2 separate regions of the Sus scrofa genome follow, and region 2 is linked to region 1. A link is a contact called in public HiChIP or PLAC-seq data. All regions are on one chromosome and are shown on one strand. The core of a region is the stretch at or near the end of the contact, and the rest is flanking DNA. Distances in the headings are between cores, read along the strand shown. Region 1 overlaps BMS1 (ribosome biogenesis protein BMS1 homolog). Region 2 overlaps CSGALNACT2 (chondroitin sulfate N-acetylgalactosaminyltransferase 2).

Evidence for each region. HiChIP or PLAC-seq counts read pairs in DNA pulled down with a chosen protein or histone mark.
Region 2: a contact with region 1 is called in an H3K27ac HiChIP or PLAC-seq map of alveolar macrophages. The contact joins two enhancer-like sites. A contact is called at or near these places in 1 of 47 Hi-C or Micro-C datasets (embryonic fibroblasts) and 1 of 2 datasets of contacts at active chromatin or transcription factors (alveolar macrophages).

Annotation. Positions count from the first base shown.
Region 1 is chr14:61,117,232-61,124,991 of Sscrofa11.1, reverse strand. It overlaps BMS1 (ribosome biogenesis protein BMS1 homolog), which reads right to left. Exons shown (of 24, transcript XM_005670994.3): 17 at 6,231-6,419; 18 at 5,962-6,142; 19 at 5,462-5,520; 20 at 4,590-4,712; 21 at 3,541-3,688; 22 at 2,757-2,932; 23 at 57-218. Among named protein-coding and RNA genes, the nearest start is that of BMS1, 65 kb to the right of the region's middle. Within about 2 kb of position 3,356, at least 4 of the 83 cell types and tissues checked have an H3K27ac peak or open chromatin away from gene starts, as enhancers often do. A contact at or near this core is called in alveolar macrophages, where this site is marked.
Region 2 is chr14:61,405,201-61,412,960 of Sscrofa11.1, reverse strand. It overlaps CSGALNACT2 (chondroitin sulfate N-acetylgalactosaminyltransferase 2), which reads right to left. Exons shown (of 8, transcript XM_001926417.6): 7 at 2,251-2,332; 8 at 1-46. Among named protein-coding and RNA genes, the nearest start is that of CSGALNACT2, 37 kb to the right of the region's middle. Within about 2 kb of position 4,665, at least 3 of the 83 cell types and tissues checked have an H3K27ac peak or open chromatin away from gene starts, as enhancers often do. A contact at or near this core is called in alveolar macrophages, where this site is marked.

The DNA.
Region 1 (7,760 bases), core at 2,107-4,606:
AAAACATTATTTTCACTTCTAAAAGCAATGTGCTGGAAGCCATCCCTTGACAGTACCTTCCTTTCATGAGGCTCCCGTATGACGGCTGGTCTCAGTCTGTCCTTTGGAGTCTTGCCTGCCTTTGCTTGGGTCTTGGGCTTGCTCTTAAATGGCAGGGCCTTCTGCAAAGCTTTTGGAATATGCAGTGAATTAAAATGTTTCTTTTGCCTTATAATTGGCTGGAAAAGAAAAAGAAAAAGAAAACAAAGACTGTGAAATATCTAAATTATCATCTAGTGCATTAAAACTCACATAAAATCTTCTCAATGGATTGATTTTTCCACAAGATTAGTAACATCAGAGTTTCCAATAGATCATCATCAGAAATGAGGACTCAGTCATTCATCAAATATAAATTGCCTTGATGAGCATGCATAGATAGCCACAGCCAAAACAAAGGAATATAAAGAATATACATATTTACAATTCTTCCAAGAAATCAACTGTGCACATTTCTGTAGTATGGACAATGGGGTCTCAACAGAGCAGATGAAAAGATCCAAAATTTCTACTAATGGAAAATGAAGGCCTTATGTTGGGGGACTGAAATGGTTTTTTTCTAGCCTAATCTAGCTTTTCATCTTGACTATCAACCTCTCTGGATTTAAGGACATGGTTCTTTCTCCAGGCAGCAACCAAAGTGTCCCCATCCCTGATTCTCATTAAGAAGTTTAACTTCATTCTATTTTTAGTAGAAGGCTAGCTGAGAAAAAGATTTAAATGACAAATGAATGCAAAACTCCTCTACATTCAGTTTTCAAGCTAACCAAATTCTATGCTTAATTGAGATGACCAAAATTTTTAACTGTCTCAGAAGCAGTTCAAAGTTTTGCCCTAAACCTTTTCCAAGGTTGACAACTATATAAATATTTCTTCTATACCCTTAAATTTATTGTTAAAGACATCACCCTCTCAATATTCTCTGTTTAAGAAACTTTTGAAAGAACTCAGAGAAATCTCTTTTTCAAAAAAAGAGTAAGCACCACATACTAGACAATAGGTACTCTGTCCTGAAGTATACAGTGTGTGTGTGTGTGTGTGTGTGTGTGTATTTTGGTGTTCTTGTCTTTTTAGGGCTGTACCTACGGCATGTGCAGGTTCCCAGGCTAGAGGTCAACTCAGAGCTATAGCCACTGGCCTACACCACAGCTCACGCAATGCCAGATCCTTAACCCACAGAGCGAGGCCAGGAATCGAACCCATGTCATCATGGATGCTAGTTGGGTTCACTAACCGTTGAGCCATGATGGGAACTCCAAAGTATATTTTAAGAGAAATTCATGGCAATATGATCCAAATTTTATTAACTGCTTTACAGAAAAACTAATTCGTGGAAAACTTCCATTTCTAGCAGAATGGAAGACTGAAACCCTGAACTACCCTCTTATTACAAAACAATTAAATCTTCTGCATTAACAAATCTTTTCAAATGCATTGTTAAGCTGTGAATGAAATAATGGAAGTTCTCAGAGGCCAAAATCTGAATGAAAATGATATTTGAGACAGGAACAGAGAACTTAAAAAAGACTAGGAGTTCCTGCTGTGGCACAGTGAGTTAAGGATCTGGTGTTGCTGCAGCTGTGGTGAGGAACTCTGTCACTCAGTCACTCAGAGTTGGTCTCTGGCCCAGGAAATCTCCACATGTCACAGATGGGCCCGAAAAAAAGGAGAAAAAAATACTAGGAGTGCCTGGCGGTTCAGCAGGTTAAGGATCACAGCAGTGGTGTCACTGCTGTGGTTCTGGTTACTGCAATGGGGCGGATACAATCCCTGGCCCAGGAACTTGTACATGCTGCAGATGCAGCCAAAAAAAAACCCCCCACCGATGAGGCCAACTACTGGAAACGATGTGGAACAGCTAGAAAACTAATAAGCTGTTGGAGCCTAACCTGGTATGAGCTCTGAATACTACAACCATCACACACTGCTGTTGAACACATGTACCCTGGCAATCCCACCCACAAGGATCTACATAACAGAAGTGTGTGCACATGTATGCCAAACAAGTTGCATATAACTGTTCAGGGCAGCTCTCATGATAGCCTAAACCTGGAAATACTGTCCCTTGATGGATAAACTGACACTGTCATACAATGAAATTCTACTCAACAATAACAAAAAATAAATGTCTGCTATATACTAGAACATGAATGAATCTCATAATACTGAAGGAAAGAAATCAGGCAAAATACTATATATTTTATAAAACTCAAAAAAAGGTGGAAGGAATTTACACGTCAGGAACTAAGATGATGGCTGGTTTGAAATGGAGGTGGGATAGTGAGTGACTGACTGGGAGAGGTCACAAGAGGGCTTCTTTTGTGCTAGTAATTCTCTTGCTTGATCCAGGTGATGGCAACTTTTATGTACTAAAATTCATTGAGTTGTATATACTTTTGATTTGTGTGTGAATTTCTGTATGTTAACATTTCAATAAAAAGCTTATTAAAACTTTCAAGAAAACACATACTTCCACATTGTTTCAATAAGAATTAGCACATTAATGTTTTTAAAAGTAATATGTGTATATGGTACAAAAAAAATAGTCTGAGGTGAAGACCACCACTTTTCCTGTGTTCCTTCCAAAATAGTCTACGAATATACGACATGTTTATTCAAATTTAATGTTAGACTTTCTACTTGAAAATTCAAACCATGAGAATATTACAGCATATCTTCTGGATGACACTATCTATAGAGCACATGTGTGACTATACCTTATACAGAGAATCTTTGTTGGGTTTTAGTTTGATGCCATGGACAAGCCGGAGTTGACCAGTTGTCCGCATTCCTGACCAGGTGTCTTTCTCACCAACTGGTTTCAACAAAGATGTTACAGGGTTATAGAAGGCTGGAACGGAGACAGGATACCAAGTTCTCATGAAGACAATATCTGGAAAGAGAAGAAATTTACATTAACACTTTCTTCCCTCCCACCCCTTTTAAGGCCACATCTGCAGCATATGGAAGTTCCCAGGCTAGGGGTTGAATTGGAGCTGTAGCTGCCGGCCTATGCCACAGCCCTAGCAACTCGGGTGCAGTTTTCGGCAACGCCGTATCCTTAACCCACTGAGCAAGGCCAGGCGTCAAACCCACATCCCTATGGATACTAATTGGGTTCTTAACCCACTCAGCCACAATGGGAGCTCCATATTAACATTTTCAAAAGATTCATATTCATCTCAGTAAATAAGAGAACAAAATACTGACCCCAAACTTCTCCAGCTAGATGCAAAGTATTTGAAGAGAGACTTTGCCCAGTGAACTACTCTTTCATTGGGTGTGTCAATCATATCCACACCCATAAAACTTTCACTGGGTGAATCACATGGCTCTAGACACAGCATGACTTGGCATAATACCCAAGATGCTCCAACTAGGGAGAGCTATAGCTGACTCCTGTTTCTAAAGACTTAAAACTGCCACCTGTACTTCATACTGGCTAGAAGCCAATAGTGAATGGTAACACAACGTTAAAAACACACCACAAAGGATATTTACCACTCATCAGCAATTTATCCTCAAAGGTGGCCCGGAAAGCTCCTTCTGGAGCCCTGAGTGCCTTCTTGATCTGTCCCCTTATTCCACTGACAGTTCGAATCACAGCACCTTCAAATTTGGCCACTTCCAAGGCAGAATTAAACATTCCCTATAAGTATATATATAAAAGAAAACAAATATACATACAAAGTTAGATATTTTACCTCTCAGTTCATAAATATATCCTTGGTTAAAAAACAAAAAAAATAATTCATTGGAATTACTAGGTCAAAAGGAATACAATTCTATTTTCCCTCAAATAAAATATTAATCAAGATTCTATTGTAGGCACTAACATGCTCATCACTACCTTTGTAGAAAAGAAGATCAAAAAGATATTTATTGGACTGAAGTGGCCCCGATGGCCTTTGCCATCATCTCACAAAGCTGGACTACAGCTCTTATCCTATTACTTAGGTGTACACACTCAGAAAATAAAGAGAGCTGGATAAATGCTGATGGTAGTATTCCCTTATAAGAACATTTCGTGATCGATCATCTTAACTCTGTGTTTTTAATGGAAACATCCCCTGCTAAAGAAATTTTCAGTAGGTGTTGCCCAAACTACCCTTCTATGATATACTGCATTAACAGAGTGTCCATTTCTCTGTACCCTTGCCAACAAGTACTTCTGCAAATTGCTTTGTCTATTTTTCTAATGATCTGTTTGAAAATGCTATGATTTTCCCCTCTCTTAATACAAACCGAAAAGGTAGGAAACAAAACCCAGTGAATAGGATTACATATTTTCAATATTAGCTCTGCAACAGCCTCATATGGGAGTAAAAAGTAATAGCCTCAATCACCAAATATCTCTATTTTACTTCACCTAAAGATTTCTGAACATATTAAGTAACACAGAGACTAATATATAGAAGTAAACTAAAAATATCAAAGACTAAGATTATGAAAGATTTCAAGCACTTTTCAGACTTATCTCTTAGACCTATATTAGAATTCATTACTCCTTTAACAACATATTAAATACGTGAATACACAGATATACAGACCTTAATGAATGAAGTGTTCTTGAAAATTTTATATGGAAAGCCAGTTAGCTTTAATTTCTTCACAATTTTTATAGATTTATCCAGATCAAGGACAACTCCTGTGGCAGCTATCCGGAAATCAGGCTAAAAAGGAATCCCCAAAATCTGATACAGGAATACTATCAGCAGGAGAAAAACTTATTTCTCTCTAATGCAATAAATTACCAAAGTGCATTTCACTTACAATCACATAAGAAAAATGAGAATATCTGAACATGCAAAACAGTATTTTAACAAAATCTATTTGATAGTATAATACTGTAATACTATTATACTATACTACTGTCTGAGGGTGATTTCATAGTAACACAGTTTCACAATGATGCATGAATGAAAAGGAATATGAAAATCTGGTTACAATGTTTGAGAAATTAAATTTTAGACATTCAGGGTGGATTCCAATTGCTCATTATTCAGTTTTCTGTTAAATGGAGCCAATAAAACCTGCTCTGATTGGTCAAATGAAGACTGTGTGAACATACTTTGCTAAACCAGCATTACTGGTGGTAGTCTTATGTCTAGTAGTACCTGATGTATATACCACAACTTAGCAGAGTGCTAAGCTCATAGTGAGCACTGCTAAAATATTTTTAGCATGTCCATAAAAACATAAAAATACAGAAATGTCATCAGTACCATTAAAATTCTTTTACTTCCTTCTTCTCCACTCCCATACTTTACTTAAAAAGACGTACGAATATTGAAAGCAAAGAGAAGTTTACTACAAATACTAAAAATGAGTAATTTTCAACTTAAAGTTTCAGGTACATATTCCATATTCAAGACATATTTCTGAAACTCAGTCTATAAAATAAAACATCCAAGATAGTTACCATTATGCCACTGACAGACTGTATTGCCAAGAACCCAGTACCCTGTGGAGTGATAGGACCTTAAAGAAAAAAAAAAAAAAAAAAAAGAAAGAAATACATTGAACCATACATTCTGGATTCCATTTTATATATAGACTCCAATCCAAAAAAGAAAAATCTTATGAACTGGGATTTCATAAAAGGAAAAAAGCAAAACTATAATGATAAAAGCTTAAAAGGTTTAGGAGTTCCTGTCGTGGCTCAGCGGTAAGGAACCCGACTAGTATCCATAAGATGCAGTTTTGACCCCTGGCCCTGCTCAGTGGGTTAGGGATCTGGTTGCCGTGAGCTGCAGTGTAGGTTGACTGTTACAGCTCTGATTTGACCCCTAACCTGGGAACTTCCGTATGCCACAGGTATAGCTCTAAAAAGACCAAAAAAAAAAAGAAAGAAAGAAAGAAAGAAAGAAAAGAAGAGCCTTAAATTAACCTACGAGCAAGTTTATTCTAATTCCTTTTTACCCCAAAAGGTTGCTCCACAATGCATGTGCTGTGGGGTGTATTTCAGAAGCCTCTGTCTTCCATTGTGGTCTTCAATATAATAAAGCGGGATAGTCTGGAACCGCCTCCACCCAACAGAAAAAATGATTGGATCTCGGGACTTGAGGATTTTTTTATACCAACGATGTTTCTTCAGACGCATCTGAGGGGAAAGGGATCTCAGTAAGATTACTGGTGCCAAGTACGTCCAAAGAACCTCAATTATTAAGCACGCAGCAAAGGGCACCTACCTGTACATATCCAACATTGCCTTCACTATTGCCCAAACCACCCAAAATAATTGGGTAATGGGGGTCAAAGTTAAGCACGAATTCACAGGGTACATTTTCTATCTCAATTCGAACATACATCCCAGGTCGAAAACCCTCATACTGAACTCTGGCTTCATCATCTTGATCTTCAAATTCCGCCCGATTAATCTATATATAAAAGGGGGAAAAATTAAAAACCCATAATGCTGTTGTCATCAATAAATATAAGATTACCATTTTCAAAAAAGAGCAATTTCTAAACAGAGGAACCATGTATAGAACCCATATTCAGTCTTTTATCACAGCTCTGCACTGTTTAATATGGTAGGCCAACATGGCTATTTAAATTGAAATTTATTAAAATTAAATGTAATTGTAACAATTCAGCCTCTCAGTCACATCAGCCACACTTCAGGTGGTCAGTATCAACATGCTGGCTAGTGGACAAGGTATAGGACAGCAGAGATACATACTTCCACTATCACAGGAAGTTCAACTGGGCAGCTGTTATAGATTATCCATGCCTCTATTTAATGCCAAACTTTACTTGCATACTAGATCATCCACTCTTGTTGGCCTTTATACCAACAAATCTTGCCTGTTATTTCTCTCATCTTAAAATCTTTTGATTCTACTTCCTCTCACTATTGCCTCATTCCTCTGCTTATCTTTGAAGCAAAATGCCAGAGAAGTCTTCTATCATCTGGCTCCAGTTACTCTGCTCCTATTCTCTTAAATACCCTAAAATTGGACCTTAACCAACGCTCCACTGAGATGCTTGCCAAAGTCACTACAGGCCTCCACATTCCTAATCCAGTGGTCCATTCTGTCTTCACTGCAATTATCAGCAGGATTTGAAACTATCACTTCCTTCTACAGTGGTTTCCAGCAGAGCTAGTGTTTTCTTGGATTTCCTCTATCTCATGAGCACTGCTCAGTCCCTACTCCTTCTTCCTCCTCTCTGCCCAGCCTGTTGGAGCATCCAGTGTCAGTCCTGGTCCTCTCCTCTCCTGTCTCTACACTCACTCTCCAGGTCATTCCATTCACCTCATAGCTGTAAATAGCATCCAGATGTTGAGGACTCCATATTTAGGTCCCTGGCCCCAACAGCTCTCCAGAACTCCTCACTGACCACTTGACACGTCTCTTGTCTGAAAGATACCTCAAACCTAAAAGATCCAGGAGTTCCAGTTGTGGCTCAGTGGTAATGAACCAGACTAGTATCCATGAGGACATGGCCCCGCTCATTGGGTTAAGGATCCAGTGTTGCCATGAGCGGTGGTATAGGTTGCAAACACGGCTCAGATCCAGCATTGCTGTGGCTGTGCTCTGCAGCTCTGGCAGCTGCAGCTCTGATCAGATCCCTAGCCTAGGAACTTTTGTATGCTGTGTGTTCGGCCCTAAAAAAAAAAAACACCAAAAAAAGCAAAAAAAAAAAAAAAAACCACCAAAAAACCCCTAACAGATCCAAACTTCATCTTTCCAGATAGACTGACATCAATGAAAGGC
Region 2 (7,760 bases), core at 3,416-5,915, 290 kb before region 1:
TGAACATCTTCTCCACCCCAACCTTTTACTTCCATGTCAAATCCACCTGCAGGAACAAAACTGACACTATTAAATAACTGCCTGGCAGCCAAGAGCACAGTCAGGCCTGATAAATATTTAAGCATTCTGCTTCAAATGAGATGGTACTGTACAGTCCAAAGACACCTGAAGTAGAGGACTGATGTTCTGGTTTGGAATTCCAGTTACCAGCTGGCATCTAGACGCTCAAGGTCTGTTGTTGAGAATATCAAAACAAGATGAAATATTTGAGAATACTTTGTAAACTTCAAAGTTCTACAGAAAATCTCTAGAAAGTCAAATAAAGGAGAGGGAAATATAAATCACACATGATATTGCCACCCTTAATATTTCATTATGTTTTCTTTCTGTCCTTTGAGATCCAACTTTTTCTGGGTCACAGAAAACTTCTCAGAGGGGAAAACAGAAGAAATGGTCAAGGTGGAAACATAAAATTGAGAATGGGCACACAGATGACTTAAAGCCACAAAAGTGGATGAAACTGCTAGAGTTTTTAGAAAGAAAACAGAGCTCATGCCTAAATGCTAAGAAAGGCCAGTTTCTAGAGGGTAAACAGGCAGAGAAAGACAAGTCAGTAAAAGAGACTGAGAGATGGCTCTAGCAGAGGGAGGAAATTCTGGAGAATGTGCCAATTTAGCAGTCAATGAAGAAAGCGTCTTCAGGAAGAAATGGTCAATGGTGTGCTGCTCAATTAAGAATTTACAAAGAATCAAGTAGACCTGGCAACACAAATGTCACTTACAGCCTTACCAACAAAAAGGGAGAGTTTAGACTATTTCAAATTAATCTAAACGGAACTAATTTTTTAAAGAAAAATTTGAGTTTTTTTTTAAAAAGTTAGAAAAGATTCCTAAAAATGAAGAAAACATTTATTCTTTAATTAATAGCTTGGTTTCCAAATTATGTTTTTGTCAAATAATTCTATGTCACTTAATAGCATAGTCACAGGATGACAGTAATGCTGAGATCTCTGAAAAGTATTAATTTAAATTGTCACAGTTTTACTAATTGCTATATCTTGGCTTTTTTTCCTTATAGATATGAACAAGCTCTTCAAATATTAGAGATAGTGTAGATAGCGAAAACAAACAGAGAACTTCTTGTTTCTGGTCCAGTATGTACAGAACTTAGAAGTCATCACTCTGTTCTGATAACAAGTAAAAAGTTGAACAAAGTGAAAACAACTCTTCTCAGACCTCTCAGAGAAATAACAGTCACAGAGCAAACTATTTAGAGATAAATAGGTGGGTAAGACAGAATTGCAACTATGAGAGAAGAAACCAACGAGTAGAAATCTCCAGGGGAACCAGTACTGGGGTAGGAAAATCTGAACTATAATTGATGAACTGCTAGAGGCTCAATGGAAAAGTCTAGCAGTTGGAAACTCCTGGAGGGGCCTCTACACTTCTGTGAGTTTTACCTCCAGGTCTACCAGGTCCTCATGGTGAAGACTGTTGAGAAATCCCCCAGTGCTTACAAAAGAAGGGGGAAAGTAACCCTCTTAAAATATGCCAGAGCATTTTGCTCTTCTGAACAAGGCCTTCCCTCAGGAAAAACTATTTTACCAGAGTCTAACCTATCTGGGAGAAGGGACATACCCAACTCCAGCCCACTATGGCCATCCTGCTCCACCTAAGGTTGGGGCAGTGCCTGAGAAACAATTGTGAAGTTCTAAGTACAGACTCACAAACTCTTTAACAGAGTGAGACCATGTAATAGGACAAAAGAACATCTCCTCTTCTCCCACACCTCACCATCACTTCACTAAAGGTCTATTTACTGCACTTTCCTTTACCCAGTAGTCATGTTCAGCTGTGAAGAAAAATATTAGGCAAACTAAAAGTCAAAAAACAGTTTGAAGAGAAAAAGCAAATATCAGAACTAGACTCAAATATGACAGGGATGTTGGAACTATAGGACCATGAATTTAAAACTACTATGATTAGTCTGCTAAGGACTCTAATGGAAAAAGTAGACAACATGCAAGAATATAGGTAACGTAAGCAGACAGGCAGAAATTCTAAGAAAGAACCACAAAGAAATGCTAATTATAAACTCACTTTGCCTTTCATATTTCCAGACTCTTTAGCTAATCTTAAACATTCACAATTTAATAGGAAAGACACTCAAATCTGAAATCTTTTAGATAAATGACGTAAAGTATTATAGTAAATACCTAGAGTCCTATCCTTAAATCTAAGGTATACTTACCAATGGTCAGGAAATCTGATCGATACTGACAAGTCATTCCAAAGCCAAAATCTCGCCAAAAGCCAGAATCCTTTTTGTGAACCTAAAGTTTAAAAAATAAAATTCAATTTAATCCCTCAAAAACTGGAAGTTGTTTTAATCAACAATGAAACAAATTAAAATATTTTCCAAATAATACTTTTTCCTGTCATTTATGTGACTGATAATGGATCACATGCATTTGTATTATTAAATGCTTACAAACTGCCCCCTCCACTCCAAATAGTAATTCCAATGAGCACAGGATTCCTGCCACTCTTAATTTAACTGAATGCAAGCCTTGTACAAGGTGGCAAGCTCATGATCAAAGAAAATGATGTGACCTTAAGGGGTTTACATTCTATTTTAGGAAGACACTAGCTTGCATGAGCACATACCAGCACATATCAGTTCTTCACAGTAGACCTTATTTGGTGCTTATCCCCTGCCCCCTTCCTGGTTGTGTAAAGTTCTGCTCTGGTAATTACTTGGCATCATGCAGCCTGTGAACTTCAGGGATGCGCCTTCTACTTGCACGTAGAAGGGTCATGGGCACCCTACACCAGTGAGACAGTCTCACTCCACTTACTGTGGGAACTGACTCACTAACAGGCATTAGACAAAGTTCAGGTCAACATGCTAAAAAAAAAGAGGGCTGTTTGGAACTTTGGAAAACAAAGCTCCCTCACTCTTCTGAGAGAGATACTAGAAAAGACACCTGCTCTCTCTTTGGATGGTGTAGGGCAGGAGTAAGCAAACTAAAGCCTCCAGGCTACATCTAGCCTGCCACCTGGTTTTATAAATAATTTTATTGGAACACAGCCACACTCATTTGTTTATAAACTCTCTATGGGTGTGTTCATGGTACAATGGCAGAGTTGAATACCTGCAACAGGTACTGCATGACCTGCAAAACCTAAAATATTTTCTATGTGGTTCTTTATAGAATAAGTCTGCCAACCCTTAGTGTAGGGTATAGATGTGAAGTTTGGAACTGCTGCACTACTTTTCCACCATGAGGGAAAACAGCTTTAAAATGGAGAAGTCACCACTGAAGTCCAAGTAGAGAAAGAAAATCAGGACTTTGATGATATTGAGCCTGCGGAATCAAGTAAAAGTTGAAGCTTGATAAACCTTTTTTATCTATCTATCTATCTATCGGCTATGCCTATGGAAGTTCCCGGGCCAGGGATCGAACCCATGCCGCAGAAGTGACGATAGATTCCTAATTGTTAGGCTACCAGGAAACTCCTATAAACTTTTTTTTTTTTAATGCAGGCATTCATCAAGTGTTTAATCTGTTGGATTTGGCTCTGGGAGCTGGAATCCAGCAGTAAACAGAGGTGACCAAGTCCCTGCTACCACAGAGGCTCTGTTTTGATGGGAAAAGAACAAATAAATAAATAAATATACGTCTCAGGTAGTGATTCATGCCAGGACGAAAGATGCAGTAGGAAGAAGAGAGAGCATGATAGAAGGCCTGTTTTAGATATAATGGCCACAAAGGGTTTCTCTGAGGAGTTAGCATTTGAGCAGGGACCTTAGTGAAATTAGGGAGCAAGCTACGCAAGTATCTCGCGATCTTTTCGAGACACAGCATGTACAATGGCTCTGAGGTACAAGTGCACTTGAAGTGTTGGACAAACAGTAAAGAAACAACTGTGGCGAGAGCTCAGAAACCATGGGCAAGTTCAGAAAACAGGTCAAGAAACAGCTATTATACGGGAGTTCCCATCATGGCACTGGTGGGTTAAGAATCTGAGTGCAGTGACTCAGGTCACTTGTGAGGCGCAGGTTTGATCCCTGGTCCAGTGCAGTGGGTTAAATGATCTGGCATTGCCACAGTTATGGCACAGGTTGCAGCTACAGCTTGGATTCAGTCCCTGGCTTGGGAACCTCCATATGCCATGGGTACGGCCCTAAAAAGAAAAAAAAAAAATTAAGAAACAGCTATTGTATTTTTCAAACTTCAGTGTTACTACAGTTTTTTTTTAAATAATTTTTTTTTTTTTTTTCCTTTTTGGCTGTGCTCACAGCATGTAGAAGTTCCCAGGCCAGGGATCAAATTCTCACCACAGCAGTGACCTGAGCCACAGCAGTGACAATGCCGGATCCTTAAGCTGCTGAACCATCAGAGAACTCCAGTATTAGAGTATTTCTGATATGCTTATGGTAATGCCCTAGAAGAGGCAAAACATTAGGACAGGAGAGAGTGAACAATGGCTGTAGGGTGTCCTTGGTTAGGCATGAGGGATGGGTTCTAACTAGTTTACTACAAAAGGATGAGCTAGGCTTACAAAGGGATGGGGGCAGTTCCTCCACTGAGACTGGGGAGAGGCTGAGGATGTGACACAGAGGCAGTGAGGCTGATGGATCTTAGGACAGGAGAATAAGGAAGTGAACATCTGACAGCTTCTAAGTGAGATGTGAAGCAGGATACACGGGGAGTAAGGAACACTGAGTGTTGCTGGGAGGTGTGAGAAAGACAGTGTGGCTGGCTTGGAGAACAAAGAGTGGGTGAACAAGGGTAAGGCACAGGATGTCAGGGCAGTCTGAAACCCCTGAGGCCTGTGGTCACATAGTTAAAGCTCTGCTGTGTACTGGGACTGGATGTTTCCCACTCTCCATATTCTGCTCCTCTGTGGACAGAGTTGTCCTTAACCCGGTTGGGGTTCTAAGAGAAAACTAGAAGGAGTGAGAGATGAAAGAGGTAAATATATAGCTGAAAAGAGGCCATGGACAATGCCTGTCCATGGTGTCTGAATTGGGTAAGGAGGGAAGTGTGGATGGATATGGATATAAGGAGGCTGATAGAAAGGAGAGAGGCACCTCACCCAAGCTGCAGCATCCTCAGCTTCCTCCTAGAAATGAAGCTAGAGCTGGGATCTGAGAGATAAGGAGGAGTTAGCTAAGTGACAGAAAATGTGCTGGGAGAAAGTTCCAGGCAAATGAATAGTTTGTGCACAGGCCTGAGGTGGGAGAGAGAATTGTGGATGAAAGATGGTGGGACTAAACACTGGGGTCAGAAGGTGCCCACAAATGTGAAACAGGGCTCGGTAAACTTTTATTAAGTTCTGCAGGACACAGAACCTTTGCCTCACCTACTCAACTCAGCCACTGTAGTGTAAAAGCAGTCATTAACAATAAATAACCAAATGAACATGCTGTGTTACAAAAAATTTTATTTATGGCCACTGAAATCAGAATTTCATACAATTTTCATGTGCTATGAAATACCATCCTTTTAAAAATATTTTTCAACCATTCTTAACTTGAAGGCCATACAAAACTAGACAGCAGGCCACATTTGGCCTAGAGGCCACAGACTGACCCCTGGCCTAGAGTGATCAGTAGGGCCACCTCAGAGAGAACCATGTGCGCCTGGTCACGGGGTTTGGGCTTAATCCTAATGGCCAAGGGAATTCTCTGAAGAGTAGGAGCAGAAGGAGTAACAGGATCAGATGATGTTTTTAGAAGATCATTCTGGCTGATAAGAGAGAAGAGATAAGACGTAAGAAGGCAAGGACAGAGGCAGGGAAGCTGATTAAGAGGCAACAGTTACAACCTGGGGATGGGAGGCTGGACTACAGACTATCATGGTACGTACAGAAAGAAAAAAAATCTGATGGATGTAGGACAAAGAACTCACATGAGTCTGGCAGGAGTGGGGCATAAGAGGGAAGGATCAACCAAGAATGATAGCAGACTGCTGTTCTGACTGTGGGTATGTGATGGTTCCTTCCCCAAGAGGGGGAGCAGGGGGGAAAGGGCCAGCCCAGAGAGGAATGATGTGGAGCTCGGTTCTGGACATAACAAATCTGAGTGAGATGCAGGGCGACTACACAGAAATTCTTATAGCTGTCTCCTCTGTAAACTAGGGGTAATAGCAGTCCCTACCTCCGAGGTTGTTGCAGGATTAAATGAGTTAACATGCATGAAAAAAAACAAAAAATAAAAAACTGAACAGTACCTCCCACATAGAAAAGGGTACATATAAAATATTAGCTATTTTAGGATTAAAATTTCTAAAAATCATATACAGCATTTCCCTTTTCTCTTTTTTTTTCTTTTTTTTTGGTCTTTTTAGGGCTGCACCCATGGCATATAGAAGTTCCCAGGCTAGGGGTCAAATTCGGAGCTGCAGCTGCCAGCCTACGCCACAGCCACACAGGATCCGAACCACCTCTGCAACCTATACTGCAGCTCACGGCAACGCTGGATCCTTCACCCACTGAGCAAGTCCAGGGATTGACCTACATCCTCATGAGTGCTAGTCAGATTCGTTTCTTCTGAGCCACAACAGGAACTCCACCATTTCCCATTTTTAGCTTTACATTTGCCTCTACATTTATACTGCTATATTTATGTCCATTTCGTGAACATTGTCTTCTTGACATAATATTAACCACAATATAATTCAATTTATCATTTTATTATTAGAATTTTGCTTGCTTTTAATCTTGTCAATATTATACGCATACTGTTATTCTACAGCTTCAGATTATTTCCTCAGGAGAGACTCCTAGGAATGGAAATAGCTGGATCAGAAGGATGAACTTGTCTGAAAACTCCTGACCCAGAAAGCTCACCTGCATTCCCACATCACTGGCAGAGACGGAAGAGCCTCCACCCTACCATCCTCACTCACAAGGCTGTTTTTTAAAAACAGCAATTTGGAGTTCCCCGTGGCGCAGTGGTTAACGAATCCGACTAGGAACCATGAGGTTGCGGGTTCGGTCCCTGCCCTTGCTCAGTGGGTTAACGATCCGGCGTTGCTGTGAGCTGTGGTGTAGGTTGCAGATGCGGCTCGGATCCTGCGTTGCTGTGGCTCTGGCGTAGGCCGGTGGCTACAGCTCCGATTGGACCCCTAGCCTGGGAACCTCCATATGCCGCGTGAGCAGCCCAAGAAATAGCAAAAAGACAAAAAAATAAAATAAAAAATAAATAAAAATAAAAAATAAAAATAGCAATTTGACAGCAGAAAAAAAGTAGTACCGCATTGTTTATTTATTTATTTTTAGTAAAAATGACTATTTAAATATGTTTATTGTGAATTACTGTCAACTACCTTTTACATATTTTTTCCTACTGGATGTACTTTTTTTTTTTTTTTTTTTTGGTCTTTTGTCTTTTTAGGGCCACACACCCACGGCATATGGAGATTCTCAGGCTAGGGGTCTAATCAGAGCTACAGCTGCCGGCCACAGCCACACCAGATCTGAGCCACATGTGCGACCTACAAACTCAAGATCCTTAACCCATTGAGCGAGGCCAGGGATCGAACCCACAACCTCATGGTTCCTAGTAGGATTTGTTTCTGCTGTGCCATGATGGGAACTCAGTTTGTTTTTGTTTTGGTTTTTTTTGTCCTATTTACTTTTAATATATCTTTTTTTTTTTTTTTTTTTTTTTTGTCTTTTGTCTTTTGTTGTTGTTGTTGTTGCTATTTCTTGGGTCGCTCCCGCGGCACATGGAGGTTCCCAGGCTAGGGG